Linked DNA regions of Mus musculus: regions 2, 3, 4 and 5 are each linked to region 1. The links are chromatin contacts, called in public ChIA-PET, Hi-C and HiChIP or PLAC-seq maps. All regions are on one chromosome and are shown on one strand. Each heading gives the region's core, a stretch centred on a gene start, on an enhancer-like site or on the middle of the called end of the contact. The rest is flanking DNA. Distances are from core to core; before and after follow the strand shown. Region 1 holds the start of Mif (macrophage migration inhibitory factor (glycosylation-inhibiting factor)). Region 2 overlaps Upb1 (ureidopropionase, beta). Region 3 holds the start of 4933407G14Rik (RIKEN cDNA 4933407G14 gene). Region 4 overlaps Snrpd3 (small nuclear ribonucleoprotein D3). Region 5 holds the start of Prmt2 (protein arginine N-methyltransferase 2).

Region 1 (2,700 bases), core at 175-2,674:
GGGGGGGGGGAGGGCGTTGGGGAAGTGGGCAGAGTGGTCTAGGGAGAACTCTGTATCCTGGCTACCTCTCCCACCAAGTTAATTGTCCAGATCAAGGAAGTGGCCACCACATGGCTTAGAGCACAGTGATTCTTGGGAAGGAAAATGGGGCCGAGGAAGGTGCAGGCCCAGCTGGAGCACACTATTAATTTCTCCCCTGTATCCAAGCACCTCCCCTTCCATGACACATATTACCGGCTCCATTTGCCACTGTGGTAAGGACCTAATTAACACTCCTGACCAGGTGAATAAGTCGGCCTCTTTTATACATAAGGCTGCATAGGAGAGGCCACAAGAAAGGACATCTGAACCACTGGACTAGTTTAGAGAGGACCAAACTGGCCAGCTTCGACCCTGCCATCACACCCCAATCCCACGTTCAGAGCCTGGGCTTCCATTCAAGGTCCCCACCCTGCACCCAATTCCTCCGCAAGCCAAGGAAGCAGAAGCTGAGGCAACCGTGGTCTCTTATAAACCATTTATTTCTCCCGGCTGGAAGGTGGGCATCGCTACCGGTGGATAAACACAGAACACTACGTGGAGCGAGGCTCAAAGAACAGCGGTGCAGGTAAGTGGGGCCAGGACTCAAGCGAAGGTGGAACCGTTCCAGCCCACGTTGGCAGCGTTCATGTCGTAATAGTTGATGTAGACCCTGAGAAAATGAAAGCCTGGCTCAGCTAAGCACGTGGTCTAGGAGAGCGCGCTGCGTGCCAGTGTCCTCTGAACGCCCCCCCCTCTTTGCCTGCTGACCTCCCAGTGCCCCTCCTCCCCCTCCTCCCCTCGTCCCCCACGCACCGGTCCGGGCTGATGTGCAGGCGATCGGACAGCAGGCCACACAGCAGCTTACTGTAGTTGCGGTTCTGGGCACCACCGATCTTGCCGATGCTGTGCAGGCTGCAGAGGGCGCAGGGATCGTTCGTGCCGCTAAAAGTCATGAGCTGGTCCGGGACCACGTGCACTGCGATGTACTGGGTGGGGGGAGGGGCGGCGAGGCGGGAGGGATACAGACACACTGTTAGACCGCCTGAAAGACTGCCTACAGGGCCACAGGTCTTCCGGAGAGCTCCAGCCGCCACCCGCCGGCACACCTTGGCTTCCAGCCCCATCCCTCCTCACACGTCGGGCCGGCCCACCCCACCCTACTCTCTTCCTGTGTCCTCCCTGCAAACCTGTGCGGGCTTGCCGGTGGCCTGCGCCAGCTGCTGGGTGAGCTCCGACAGAAACCCCTCTGGCACGGAGGCGCGGGGAACATTGGTGTTCACGATGAACATAGGCATGGTGGCGGAGAGACTGCGAGCGTGGACCGGAGGACGGTACAAAGCGCGGTGTGACCCAAGCCAGGGACCTGAGCTACGTGACCCAGCTCAGTACCGCCCCAAGCCGGCTGCCGCTCCGCCTCCGCTGACGTCAGACTACGTCCCAAAGGGGCGGTGACTGCCCTTCAGCGCGCTGCTTCTGCAGAGGTCTTGCTGTGCTTCTGGTGCTGTAGGAAGTATTACATGGGCTCTTTGTTTCCTAAGATGGAAACGGAGGATGCTAGATAGTGAGGACTTGACTCTAGTGATTAGGTTTGTCGAGGCATTCCAGGTAGATGCTACAGATTAACCGTATAGTAAGAAGTTCAGGTCTGAGAGATTTCTGTTCCAAGAAGAGGGAACTTAAGTTATTGGTGGAACCTGTAGGTTGGCCTTATTTCTCATGCTAGTGGGCTAGGATCGACCTACTTTAGTGAATACAACTTAACCTCAAACAATGAGCCAAAAGCGTGATGGCTTGTACTTGGAGAAAAAACAATCCTTCCTTGCCTTGGGAACTTTTCTCTAAGCTCAAGAAATTAGCCAAGCCCCATCACTTGCTTGCTTTTGCTCTCCTGTTGTACCAACAGTCAGCCCTCGATCCCCTGCCTGGCCCAGTATCACCTTCGTCCCACACACTTTCAACTGCGACTTTTTGTGTGTCCTGAGCCTCCTGGGACACGTGTCCACCAGGCCTAGGCTTGTGAGTGTGAAATGGGGAAGGAGGCAGAACGGAGTCGCCATCTAGTTACTTCCCTACATTCCTGTTACTCCACACAGGTGAGGATGCTTGGAGAGATTCCCAGGGGAGGAGTGGGCAGCAGGCTGTGAGCCAGCGGTACTAACTAGTTCTGCTCCTCTGGCCAATTGCCAGTCCTCAGGGAAGCCCTGCTCAAATTAGATCCAGCAGAGTCACCCTTATCTAGAGCCCTTGGTAGACTTTGTATAGCTTTCTCATTAACAAGTGAGACATCCGACCGGTGCCCAGGAAATGTCACGGGAATTTTGGGACTTCCTTTGTTTTCCCTAGCCCTTTTTAATTTTTGTTAAAAACTTTACAGTGGATCAAGAGATTGTAGTGTGGGGACTACCAGTTCTGTCTGTGATGTCAAGGTTTCTATTAGGTTTCTGACAGAAATGAAGATATTCTAAAGAGACACTTGTGCCCCCTCCCTTTGGCTAACAGACTATTGAAACAATGGTTCCCAAGGAAATGGAATTTTCTCTGGAGTCTCCTGCTGGTGAAAGAGAAAGGCTGGAAGGCAGAGATTTTATGCAGCTCTGGACGCTTGTCAGTCTTGCAGAAGAGACTGAAGCTTGACAGTGCTGCTGGGGGATCACATCTTGAGCAGAATCTCTTAGTTCT
Region 2 (2,700 bases), core at 168-2,667, 440 kb before region 1:
AGCAGCCTTCAGATGAAGACGTCGAACTCTCAACTCCTCCTGCACCATGCCTGCCTGGATGCCACCATGTTCCTACCTGGATGATAATGTACTAAACTTCTGAATCTATAAGTCAGCTCCACTGGCTTATGTTGTCCTTATAAGAGTTGCCTTGGTCATGGTGTCTGTTCACAGCAGCAAAACCCTAACTAAGATACCCAGGGTAGTATAACAACATCATACATAGCTGAGAGTCTCAGGGTCCACTCCTAGTTCAATCCTTCTGACTCATTGTTTTAGTTAGGATTCCTGTTGCTATGAAGAGACACCATAACCGCAGCAACTCCAAAGGAAACCATTTCATTGGGGCTGGCTTACAGTTTGGAAGTTCAGTCCATTACCATCATGGCGGGAAGCATGGCCACATGGAGGCAGACATGGTGCTGGAGAGCTGAGAGTTCTACATCTTGATCCTCAGGTAGCAGAGGTGAACTGTGAACCTGGGCTTAAGCCTCAGAGACCTCAAAGCCTACCCCTACAGGGACAGTCTTCCTCCAACAAGGCCATACCTATTCTGAAAGGGCCATACTTTTTATTGGTGCCACTTGCTGTGGGCCAAGCATTCAAACACAGTCTATGGGGGCATTCTTATTCAAACTACCACACCCCGTACAGAAAGGTGCTGTTGTGAGCACCATATGTATGGAGATGACACACATTCTTTACTGTTCCTATATACGTATCCAGTGTTGGGAAGCAAGCAAATGCAAAGAGGTGACTTTAGGTTTAGGGACATGACTCAGTGGTCGAGCACGTGTCTAACATGCGTAAGACTCTGGGCTTAACCCTCAGCACTGAAAACATAGAACTCTGGTGGTATAGACAGTGATAGAATGGTTAGTTTGCCCAAAGACCTAATTTTGAATTCAGTACCACATGCATGCACTCATGTTCATTAATTTAATTAATTTCTACTGAACTAAGTCCCTGGCAAGGTCTAGCTAAAGATCCTGAAAATGATGCCTTTGTCTTTGGACATCCCCCTCCTGTCCAGTAGTTTCCAAACTTTTATAGGTTTATTTCTGAAAAAGCTTCCCTGTCCCCAAAGAAAAAAGATCCCAGTGGTGACTTGCTCTGGCCTGAGGATACCCTCTAGGGGTCACCTCATTCGTTCCTAACCTACCTACCTCTATCTCTCTCTGTCTCTCTCTGTCTCTCTGTCTCTCTGTCTGTCTCTGTCTCTGTCTCTCTCTCTCTCCCCACAGATATGCCGTTCGCTTTTTGTACACGAGAGAAACTTCCTTGGACAGAATTTGCTGAGTCGGCCGAGGATGGGCTCACCACCAGGTTCTGTCAGAAGGTGACCTTAACTGTGCTCCGGTAGCGGTGGCTGGCCAACCCACGCGGGCTGCAGAGCACAGCCACAGCTGTCTGATGTGCCTCTTCAGTGTGGAAAATATTTACCAGAGAAGATTAGATAGTACTTGGACACTTTCATTATTGTCAGGTTTACTTTCATTTTAAGTTTGTAGTTTCAGAGCTACAAGGGCCCTTCCTGGCTTTACCAGTGACAAGCTGCAGCCCGGGGAGAGATGGTTTGGAGTGACTTCATGGAAAATCTGTCAAATGATGGAGCTGCCACTCCAGGATGAGAGTCATTTATCTTCTCTAGACCTTTGCCCTTCCCACTTGCCGTAATTGAGTGAAAGTTTTAACACACAGTCTGTCTCATAGTGTAGAGATTGTTTTTTATTTTTCCTAACCAAAACATCGTTATATATGAGATCTGATCCCAATTATAAAAACTGTCCAGAACACTCAAATCTCTAGAGACAGGAGAGAAAAAAAAAAGTCAGGTCAAAAGGGTTAGGAAAGAAGAGGAGCGTCTGCTAATGGGTGCAGGGAATCCTTTGCAGGCGGTAAGAATGTATCAAAATTAGCTCGTTATAACCATTGCACAACTCTGGGATACTGAGCACCAGCAGCATATATATCACCTTATAGGGATGATTCTGGGTGGGCGGTGGTGGCTCGGGCCTTTTATCCCAGCACTCAGGAGGCAGAGGCAGAACGATCTCTGTGGGTTCTAGGCCAGCCTGATCTACAAAGTTCCAGGACAGCCAGGGCTACACAGAGAAACCATGTCTTGAAAAAGCAAAAACAAAAGAAACAAACAAACAGAAAAGCAAACAAACAAACAAAAAAACAATGGATTTATTCCTTTGAACTATATTTCAGTAAAGCTGTTATGAGAAAAATCCATACTAGTCAAGAAATTATGAATGGTAATGTGTCTTTATTCTCAGCTCCAACAGATTTCTGTTCTCATTCAGACTTTGTATCATGCTTAAGGGGGTTTGAGACAGAGTCATAATCATAGTGATTTTTTAAAAAAGGTGGGCAGGTCATGGAGATTTAGCTCTTGTGCATGGATTTGCATCCATATCTCCAGAGTGGTTTTTCCCCCTTTTAATAAAAGCAAGTGCAGTCTCTTCTTTCTTCGTTCTCCCACCCTCCACTAGGACAGTTCAGCACAGTGGCCCAGGAGTTGCTGGATGCTGCATGTTTGACCTTGGACCTGGACCTCCAAGGAAATAAATCTCTGTTCTCTATGAGCTACCCAATCTCTCTTATTCTGTTGTAACAGCACAAAACAGACTAAGTGGCAAGGTATCTTACTATAGCCGAGAAGAATAGTGATAATTCATTAAGAGTTTTTTT
Region 3 (2,700 bases), core at 62-2,561, 410 kb before region 1:
ACCTAATTGAAGACTACCTGAGAGACCAAGGATTGCTGGTACAGACAATGCCAACCAATCAAGATCTGCTGTTTAGAAAAGGTGCTTCCTTGGGACCAACGAGGGTATTAAAGGAGCTTGCAGCAGTGTTTAGAAAGCTTGCTGCAGCGTTTCTCACGTGCTCCCAGAGTCTCCGTTGACTCTGCACTACCTCAACACCAACTCCCAAGGGCAGGTAGGGTCAGGCAGAGAGCAGCCCAGGGCACAGGCAACACTGGGAAGGAGTATCAGCCTCTCCTAAGAGGTGAGAACCATTTGATTCTCCAATGCAGGGTGGTCAGCCTTGAAACCATCACTCACAAACAACAGAAACAGACTCAGCAAGGTATGTGTGCGTGCGTGTGTGTGTGTGTGTGTGTGTGTGTGTGTGTGTGTGTAAGAGAGAGAGACAGACAGACAGATTATCAAAAAGAAGCTATCAAGTTGAGAATGTGAGCCCATGGGAGAGGTTTGAGGGAAGGGACCTAGGAGGGGCTGGAGAGAGGAAATGAAAGGGAGAAGTGTTATAATTCTATTTTAATTTAAAATGTTTTCTTTTAAAGAAAGCAAGCTGAACACTATGGGAGGCAAGCCCAGTAAACCATTCCTCCATGAATTCCCGCTTCAGTCCCTGCCTCCAGGCTCCTATCTTGGGTTCCTATTCAGACTTCCTGCCTTGACATCCCATAATGAAGGACTGAAATGTTGAAGTGTAAGCCAAATAAACCCTTTGCTCTCCCAACTTGGATCAGATCATCCTATTTATTCAACCAACAGGGGAGCAAACTAGGGCAGGAATCCAAGGCTATCCTAGATTGCATAGCAAGCTCAAGACTAGCCAGAACCAGTGAGACTCTGCTGCAAATCAAGATCTAGGTAAGTAGTTCAGAGGCACAGTGCTTGTCTGGCATGCGCAGAGCCCAAAGTCAGTCCCCTAGGTCTGCTTTCTGTCTTCCCTGAGCGGCATTCCAGTGGCGAGGCAGATGCACAGCCAGACAGAGCCCTGATCTAACAACAACATGTGTTAGAGACACAGGGGACATTCGTGAACAGAGAAGAGGCCATGTAAGGACACAGAAGGCAGCCATGGCACACCCATAAAAGAAACCTCAAGAGAAGCCAAACCTGCCCACACCCCCATCTTGAACTAGGAGCGACTAGAACTCTGAGGAATAAATGTTTGTTGTCTAAACCACTCCTTCTGTGATGTCACATTATGATTTCATTACACAACTAACATTCTCTCACTATGAGTTCATACACACACACACACACACACACACACACACACACACACACCTACCTCAGCCAGAACATGTGCTCTTACATACTCAGGGTGTGTAGCTATACAGATACAGTTCTAGGAGGCATCCATGCCAAGAGAGGGAGAGGGAAATACTGCCCACTGGCCAGGATCAGTTGTTACAATGGAATCCAGTCTAAGTATACAATAAGCTCCTGAACTTTTAGGGGCATGGGAAATGAGCTGTCTGCTCTCAAATGCCACATTTGCCTTCTTGTCTATGTATCCCAAGTCCCTGAGGCTCAGCAGACTCCCAGAGTGCATAAGGAGATTCCATCAGTTGGGATACACAGGTGTATGACTAAGTCTCAATTTCCAGCTTCATTTTATGCTGGGTGCTTGAAAAACTGTTATTTATTTAAAAGGGGGAGGGTCATTAATTTCACATCTGTATTCAGTCAAATGCCCTTCCCCCACATGCTCTGTAACTGTTAAGACATAGCTCAAGGATAAAATTTAATTCTCTGGCTTGGTATTGAACACCTAGTCCAAGGTTGGCCAGTCAATTGCTATAGTTTCTTGTTAACCTCTGACTAAATTACAAAAGAACACGTCCTTGAAATCTTTCTGACACCCATGTGTATATTTAAATCCAATCCATATGGCAGGATATGATACAATCTTCTAAGACAGACGGTGCAATGGTCACTGTCTCTTGGTATTCACATTCCCATATGAGAATTAAAACTAGTAACTTTCTTTGAATATAAAGCACAGGGAGTTTCTTGGTTTACAACAATAAATTCCTTCATCGAAAGCTGGGAATAGCAGGAAGCCGAAATGCATTGCAAACGTCTGTCCTACTGAATGTAATAGCTCAGGACAATTGTATTAGCCTACGGATGGGAATAATCCAACACAAAACACGTTTGATTCAAAGCAGTGCCACAGGTCCCACAGTGGTTGCATGTGCGCTCTTCATACCACCTGAAAGGTAAGCGTTCTAAAACCTGTACGTTGAGGACTGTCTGGAGAGCAATCATGGTAGGTGGTGTTCCTGAGATGCGGTAGCCAAAGGACCAGGGCTTCTATCCTGCTCATTCAACTGTTTCGCTGTAAGAAAGTGTTAGAGCTGTCTTATAGAGAAGCCTGCATCCCGGGATCCAAACCCTACAAAGGACCATGTCAGTGAACTTGACAGTGGAGTCCCTTCAACCCCATCCAGCCTTTAGGATGAGAGCTCAATTATAACCTGAGGCACCCAGTTCTTGAACCTAGACCCTCGACCACAGAAATGGTCGGATAATACGTTTGTTGTCTGAAGGCACAAATATTAAAGTAATCTGTTATGCAGTAACAGACAGTAATATCCAATGTAGCATAATGTGTGCCACAGCAATGGACATCGGAAACACAAGACCCGACTCCAATTCTTCCTC
Region 4 (2,700 bases), core at 17-2,516, 320 kb before region 1:
TCACCGCATGATTTGGTCCAGGCAGCCTTCCAGGCCTCTTCCAGACTGATGCCCAGGCTTCAGCTGGTGCTGTTGTGAGCATCCCAGCCCCCCTGACCTCTCTTCTTCTTCTTTGTTTCAGTGGCCGCACGAGGGAGAGGACGTGGGATGGGACGTGGGAACATCTTCCAGAAGCGAAGATAATATTCTCCATTGAAGAGAACGTTGTCCTTTCTTCTCTTTGATTATTGCAGGGGTTTTGGGGGGAGGGGGTATTACATGTGCATATGTCTTAGATTTTCTTTTGATAAACTGTTAAGCTAAATAAAATTTGGTTGTTTTGTGGTTTGTGTGAGGCTTTTTTGTTTTGTTTTGTTTTGTTTTTGAGGAAATAAGAACTGTGTGTTCGTGTTTGTAGTTTGCTTTGGCAGCAGGTTAGAATCTGACACCTTTGGACATGTACTGGGGAGATGCCAGCACTCTTCAAGCAGCAGTGTGTGATAAAGAGTGCAAGCACTTTTCAGGCCTCTTTCTAGTTGAAGGGAGAAAAGCCTAACTAAGAGAGGAACCCTGTGTTACATGAACACTCAGTGTGGCACTTTCCCAGCTAACCTGACACAGGCAACCTGACCTGTGAAGATGACTCATGCTCTGATCAGTAATACAGTAATCATAGTGTCTCAGCATTCGACAGCTCCAGAGGGAACCCTGTCTGTAGCTACTCATATTCAACTCGCTCCACACAGTGTTAGGAGCATCTCAGCATTGATAAGCACACTAATTTTTTAAAGGTTTATTTTATTATGTATGCAGCGTTCTGCTTGCATATATGCCTGCACACCAAAAGAGAACACCATCATAGATGGTTGTGAGCCACCATGTGGTTGCTGAGAATTGAACTCAAGACGGAAGAGCAAACAGTACTCTGAACCTCCGAGCCATCTCTTCAGTCCTCTTTGTTTTTTCTTGCACTTGGAGTACTCTGGTGGTTGCCTTGGCCTAATGGAGTCTTTGGTGGTGGTTATAGTTTGGTGTGCTCCTTTCCTGCAGCTTTCTTTCTCATTCAGTGTGATGCCAACTTTAGTGGGCTGATTCAAGTTGACATGTGTCGTCTCAGGGTTGGGTGCAAGCATAAGCCTGCAGCATGACCCGTCAAGCCCCACCCAGTAGGCCATGTGCGCTTCATCACCAGCTGTTTATGTGGTGAAATGTTAACATCCTTACCCTCCAGCATTTACCCTCCACCATGGCTGTGGGTTGCCAGGGGTGGGGTGGTTGACACAGATTCTCTTTACATAGACCTACTTGCTCTGTAAACTAAGTAGCTCAGACTCGGGTGCACATGCATGGACTTCCTGAGTGCCATGGTTAAGGGCGTGGGCCACTATACCCAGCCAAAAAACAAAGCTTGAGTTCATCTCTGCCTCTGTCGAATGTCATGCAGAAGAGACGGAGTGTGCCTTCATTTCTAACAGGATTGCTAGTATGTGTTGGAAACCATTTCTTTCAGGCTGGGCATGGTGGTATAGACCATAATCCCAGCACTCAGGCAAGTGGATTTCCAAGCTCAGGGCTTGCTACTTAATGAGTTCAGGCCAGCCTGGGTTAGACACTTTTCCTCCCCTCCCCTCCCAGAATACATACATACACCTTACATATTTACACATGCTTAGATTTTTTTTTTAATTCACTTTTTGAGGATGCCTGCCAGCACACATGTGAAAGTCAGAAGACAACTTTTGGGAGTTGCTCTCCCATCTTCTTTGGAATCAAACTTAGGTTGTCAGGGTTTACAGTAATTCTGCCCGCCCCCTCCAGCTTTTAGCTCATCACTTCTTTCAAATGTGTCTGCTTAGCCTTTGCTGTCCCAGTTTTGTGCACTATCATTTGTGTTCCCCAGCACCTGTCTTCCTGATTGTAATTCTGCCACTGCCATCCATACTTGTTATATCATGACTGGTTAAATTATGACTAGTAAGCCACGGAGTAGTGCTGAAGACTGTTCCCTGGGAGTAAGTCCCGTGTGCGGCCACCTGCTGGTATCTTGACTTTTATCTTGGCTTTAGTCCCTGTATATCCCTGGATCAAAGACTTGGAGCCTGTTGCTATTTATCTGTTCTTTATCTGTAGTCTGAACTGGTTTACCCTGCTGTTGTCACCCCAAGTTCTTGCCATCCCCTTCCTCAGCTCAACTCCTGTTTTCAGTGTAGGTTCTTTCTGTTTGGTTTATTTTATTGTATTAATAAATGGTGCATGAAAAGTTTGTTTGATTATTCCAAGACTGCCTATCTGAATTTTAAGTTAGAACCTGCACTCCATCCAATTGAATGATGTGTTCAGTAGGGAGACAGGACCAAACAACTACTTGTCCCAGGTAGCAAAACAAAGACAGGTCCAAGTACAGATATTACCAGAATCCAACTTGGTGAACCAATAAATTGAATTAGGAGTATTTATAAGAATATGGGTGGAGGGTTACCTACAGGAGCAGAAAATGACAAGTGTATCACCAAAACTTAACCCAGCATGGGTTCTGACATAGACCTGAAAACCTGGAGTGCACAGCATGACCTGCAGAGAGCACAACAGATGGGAGACTGTCCTTTCTAGACAGCTCGCATGGACTGGTCTGAGCCTCTTCCAGGCAACTCAGCTTGCCTACGTGTAGTGTGTTTCGGGGGGGGGGGGGGGGGTAAGAAGCATGTTGAGTCTGATCAGTTT
Region 5 (2,749 bases), core at 175-2,674, 380 kb after region 1:
ATCTTCTCGAGTACCAAGCATTTTCCTGGTCCTATGCTACGGCCATCTAAGAACAAGTACAAGAATCTGAAGCATGCTGAAGTGTCCCCTGAAGTGTTCATGACAATACACAGCATGGGACCTAATGACCAGACCCATCCCCCTGCCTCAACGTTCTCTAAATTCAAGCATCCTCCTGTGAGCCAGGACCTTGAGAGACAAGGAGAGTGACATCACCCCTGTAAGCTGGTACTGTTCCTCTGTATGATCATTACACGTGGCTCTTACGTACCAGAACCGGGATGACCTGTGACTCGCTGCAGGGACCTTCTCCTGGTGCCTCCATAGTTCAATATGATCATGTCTCATAACTGGGGCTTTACTTCAGTTTCTCTCCCATGCCTACTTGAAAGAAGAGAGAGAAGCACAAAGTGTTACACTGCCTGGTCAGTAATCTCATTTCACGGCTACAGTTTACTGTATGTGTTAAGAATGGAACAGGATTGGCGTTTTATCATCACAATTCATTAGAGGGCTTTTTAAATTAAAAAATCCAAATGCTGTGTGCTTCCTTTAATATGCTAGATTTATTCCTCTGAAGTCTCCTTTTTTAAGAGATATTTATGAAGCCTCTTTTTACTTAGAATAAATCAGTATCATTTTTTTTAGGAACACTTAATAGCTTAAACTCAAATTAAAACACCTTGCCCAGTACTTGACCTAACCCACAGGCAGAACTGAAATCCCCATGCCCGACACCCTCCTGTTCTTTAATTCTATTTTTTTACCCCCAGGGGCAATGTAACCCTAACTGGCTCTGAGATTACATCGATTCTTTGTTTAAACGCCTGTTGTGCGTCCAGATCTGGACTTCATACTTACTTCGTAATAATTAGAATCACAAATTATTTACAATTATATTTTCAGTGAAAAGCCTGGGAGGGTGCCCGGAGGAAGAAAGACAATGAATTGGAGGGTTCTCCAGGCCAAGCAGATGAGGCCATAGAGGCCAAGAATATAGAGGCATGGGGGATGTGGCTCGGGATACAGAAGGCAGGTGGGCGTGGTCCTGGAAGGGCGTGGCTCTAAGAGCCAGCGGAGGTGCGCAGGGGGAATTGAGAGGTGCAGCGAAAGGAGAGCGAAGAGGGCGGACGGTGCTGAGAAAAGGGGAGGGGGTAGCTGGAATAGAACCTTCGAGAGGGCACTCTAAAGCCTCCAGAGGGGGCGGAGGCCTCAGTGCGCTGGAGACATGCACAGGGAAGACCTTTTGCCTAGCTTGCCCTGCCTCACTTGCGATCCAGATGTCTAAGCTGTCCATTAAGAAACCTACCTCAGCCGCGTTTCTCCGCTGAATTCTAGGCTATACCAGAAAGGAACAGACGATGCCCACCCGAAGCCTGAGCCGCCGCCCTGGACCTGCGCAAGCGCGGAGCACTCCAGCTGGCCGAAGAGCACGCCCCGCCCAGGCCTGGGTGTCCTGCGCAAGCGCAGTGTGTATAAACTCGGTGCTGGTAGCTGTAGATAGTCTTGAGACAGGGGTTTTCTCTAAGAGCTTGTCACTCAGCGCAAGCGCATTTTCTGTCCCTGCTTCCGGCCGGTCGCATTGGGCCTTAAGGCTGCAAGACGCAGGTGAGAAAGTGTAAGGATCGACTTACCGGGAGATCTGTGGGAAGACTGGACTCCGGGTTGGAGGCCACAGGTGGTGTAGACCGCGCCCCCAGCGGATTCGAACCGAGGCAACAATTGGCAGGCTGAAGCAGGAGTGCGTACTAGCGCTGTCCTGAGTGTACCTGGGACTGCCGGTGTGTTTGATGCCCTTCTCCGAATGCTTAATAACCTAGTTTTGATCTGAATCAGCTTCTGCAGAATGGGACCCCCCTACAGTATCTTGGACTAAGTTTTGATCGTGGAACCAACATAGCTACTGAGACACGAAACACACCAGAGACCCCAAGTCCTGAAGATCCTGTGCTGAAGGGGTTGGGGGCGGAGGAGCAATGACACTGACATCAGGTGACCCTAAGCAAGGTTTCTTAAGCTTTCTCCACTAGCAATCCCATCCTACTCAGAAAGTTTTTCAGCGACTCTAGGTATCTAAAATAGGCATACGAATCAAACATTTACTGATAAGTGAATCAGAAAAGAATTTATTGTAAAACTCGGCATACACACAATTTTACCACTGACTAGAGACAAAAGCAGATTTGCATACTAATTAGGTGGATGCGTTTGTCCAATATAATCTAGACACTCTAATACATGCTGAGGAATGATAGGGAAATATTAAAATTCTTTGTTTTCTATAATTAAACCATCATGCTTCGGTTCGTGCAGTAGAAACACCACAGCTCATAACATAATCAATCATTCCAAACCTGCTGTGAGGCATCTCAGGGCTTGCAAGGCTTGTGCAAACCACACCTGTTGTGCCTTCAGTCCATCGGTTCAGTGGAGTCGCACAATGAACTGCAGCCAAGGGATGGGTCTGTCTGTGTGAGGACCTGGTCCTTTTTTTAAATCTGCCCAGTTTTCCATTTCCACCAGATGAAGAGGGCTGAAGCTCTGAGCCAGGATGCCACAGGTTGAAAAGAGTTTCCCACAATCTTCCAAGGCAGAAAAAACTGTCCTCAGAGCCCCCAGTGTGGCAGGCCTGAGACCTATTCTTGAAAGCCTGCTGGTGCCACGAAGCTCAGGCTCCAGGCACTAGGATCCACCCTTGCTAACCTAACATAGGAAAGGGTACCTGTGGTGGCTGAATAAAGAATGTGGC

Evidence for each region. Hi-C and Micro-C count contacts between places; a contact is called where the count stands out from the background. ChIA-PET counts read pairs in DNA pulled down with a chosen protein or histone mark. HiChIP or PLAC-seq counts read pairs in DNA pulled down with a chosen protein or histone mark.
Region 2: a contact with region 1 is called in an RNA polymerase II ChIA-PET map of memory CD8 T cells, with 5 read pairs. The contact joins the enhancer-like site here to the promoter of Mif in region 1. A contact is called at or near these places in 2 of 484 Hi-C or Micro-C datasets (CD4 T cells and cerebral cortex) and 1 of 115 datasets of contacts at active chromatin or transcription factors (memory CD8 T cells).
Region 3: a Hi-C map of embryonic stem cells shows a contact between it and region 1, with 4 times the contacts expected there. The contact joins the promoter of 4933407G14Rik here to the promoter of Mif in region 1. A contact is called at or near these places in 1 of 39 promoter capture datasets (pre-B cells), 6 of 484 Hi-C or Micro-C datasets (the C2C12 cell line, the G1E-ER4 cell line and embryonic stem cells) and 1 of 115 datasets of contacts at active chromatin or transcription factors (large pre-B cells).
Region 4: a contact with region 1 is called in an RNA polymerase II ChIA-PET map of effector CD8 T cells, with 5 read pairs. The contact joins the enhancer-like site here to the promoter of Mif in region 1. A contact is called at or near these places in 15 of 39 promoter capture datasets (the 3T3-L1 cell line, 3T3-L1-derived adipocytes, the C10 cell line and 9 more), 3 of 484 Hi-C or Micro-C datasets (CD4 T cells, cerebral cortex and erythroblasts), 3 of 115 datasets of contacts at active chromatin or transcription factors (bone marrow-derived macrophages, effector CD8 T cells and forebrain) and 2 of 9 other capture datasets (embryonic stem cells and liver).
Region 5: an H3K27ac HiChIP or PLAC-seq map of microglia shows a contact between it and region 1, with 4 times the contacts expected there. The contact joins the promoter of Prmt2 here to the promoter of Mif in region 1. A contact is called at or near these places in 2 of 39 promoter capture datasets (cranial neural crest and hippocampal neurons), 1 of 484 Hi-C or Micro-C datasets (CD4 T cells) and 4 of 115 datasets of contacts at active chromatin or transcription factors (embryonic stem cells and microglia).

The regions. Positions count from the first base shown.
Region 1 is chr10:75,858,853-75,861,552 of GRCm38.p6, forward strand. It overlaps Mif (macrophage migration inhibitory factor (glycosylation-inhibiting factor)), which reads right to left and starts at 1,425. Exons shown (of 3, transcript NM_010798.3): 1 at 1,209-1,425; 2 at 835-1,007; 3 at 501-691. The coding sequence starts at 1,316. The coding sequence ends at 625. Gm40697 (a long non-coding RNA gene) reads left to right here and starts at 2,058. Exons shown (of 2, transcript XR_871836.3): 1 at 2,058-2,114; 2 at 2,521-2,700.
Region 2 is chr10:75,423,249-75,425,948 of GRCm38.p6, forward strand. It overlaps Upb1 (ureidopropionase, beta), which reads left to right. Exons shown (of 10, transcript NM_133995.4): 4 at 1,245-1,339. Among named protein-coding and RNA genes, the nearest start is that of Upb1, 18 kb to the left of the region's middle. Within about 2 kb of position 1,418, at least 31 of the 459 cell types and tissues checked have an H3K27ac peak or open chromatin away from gene starts, as enhancers often do. A contact at or near this core is called in memory CD8 T cells, where this site is marked.
Region 3 is chr10:75,448,199-75,450,898 of GRCm38.p6, forward strand. 4933407G14Rik (RIKEN cDNA 4933407G14 gene) reads left to right here and starts at 1,312. Exons shown (of 3, transcript NR_045841.1): 1 at 1,312-2,255.
Region 4 is chr10:75,535,140-75,537,839 of GRCm38.p6, forward strand. It overlaps Snrpd3 (small nuclear ribonucleoprotein D3), which reads left to right. Exons shown (of 4, transcript NM_026095.4): 4 at 122-301. The coding sequence ends at 183. Among named protein-coding and RNA genes, the nearest start is that of Snrpd3, 18 kb to the left of the region's middle. Within about 2 kb of position 1,267, at least 28 of the 459 cell types and tissues checked have an H3K27ac peak or open chromatin away from gene starts, as enhancers often do. A contact at or near this core is called in effector CD8 T cells, where this site is marked.
Region 5 is chr10:76,236,441-76,239,189 of GRCm38.p6, forward strand. It overlaps Prmt2 (protein arginine N-methyltransferase 2), which reads right to left and starts at 1,425. Exons shown (of 11, transcript NM_133182.3): 1 at 1,310-1,425; 2 at 272-381. The coding sequence starts at 325.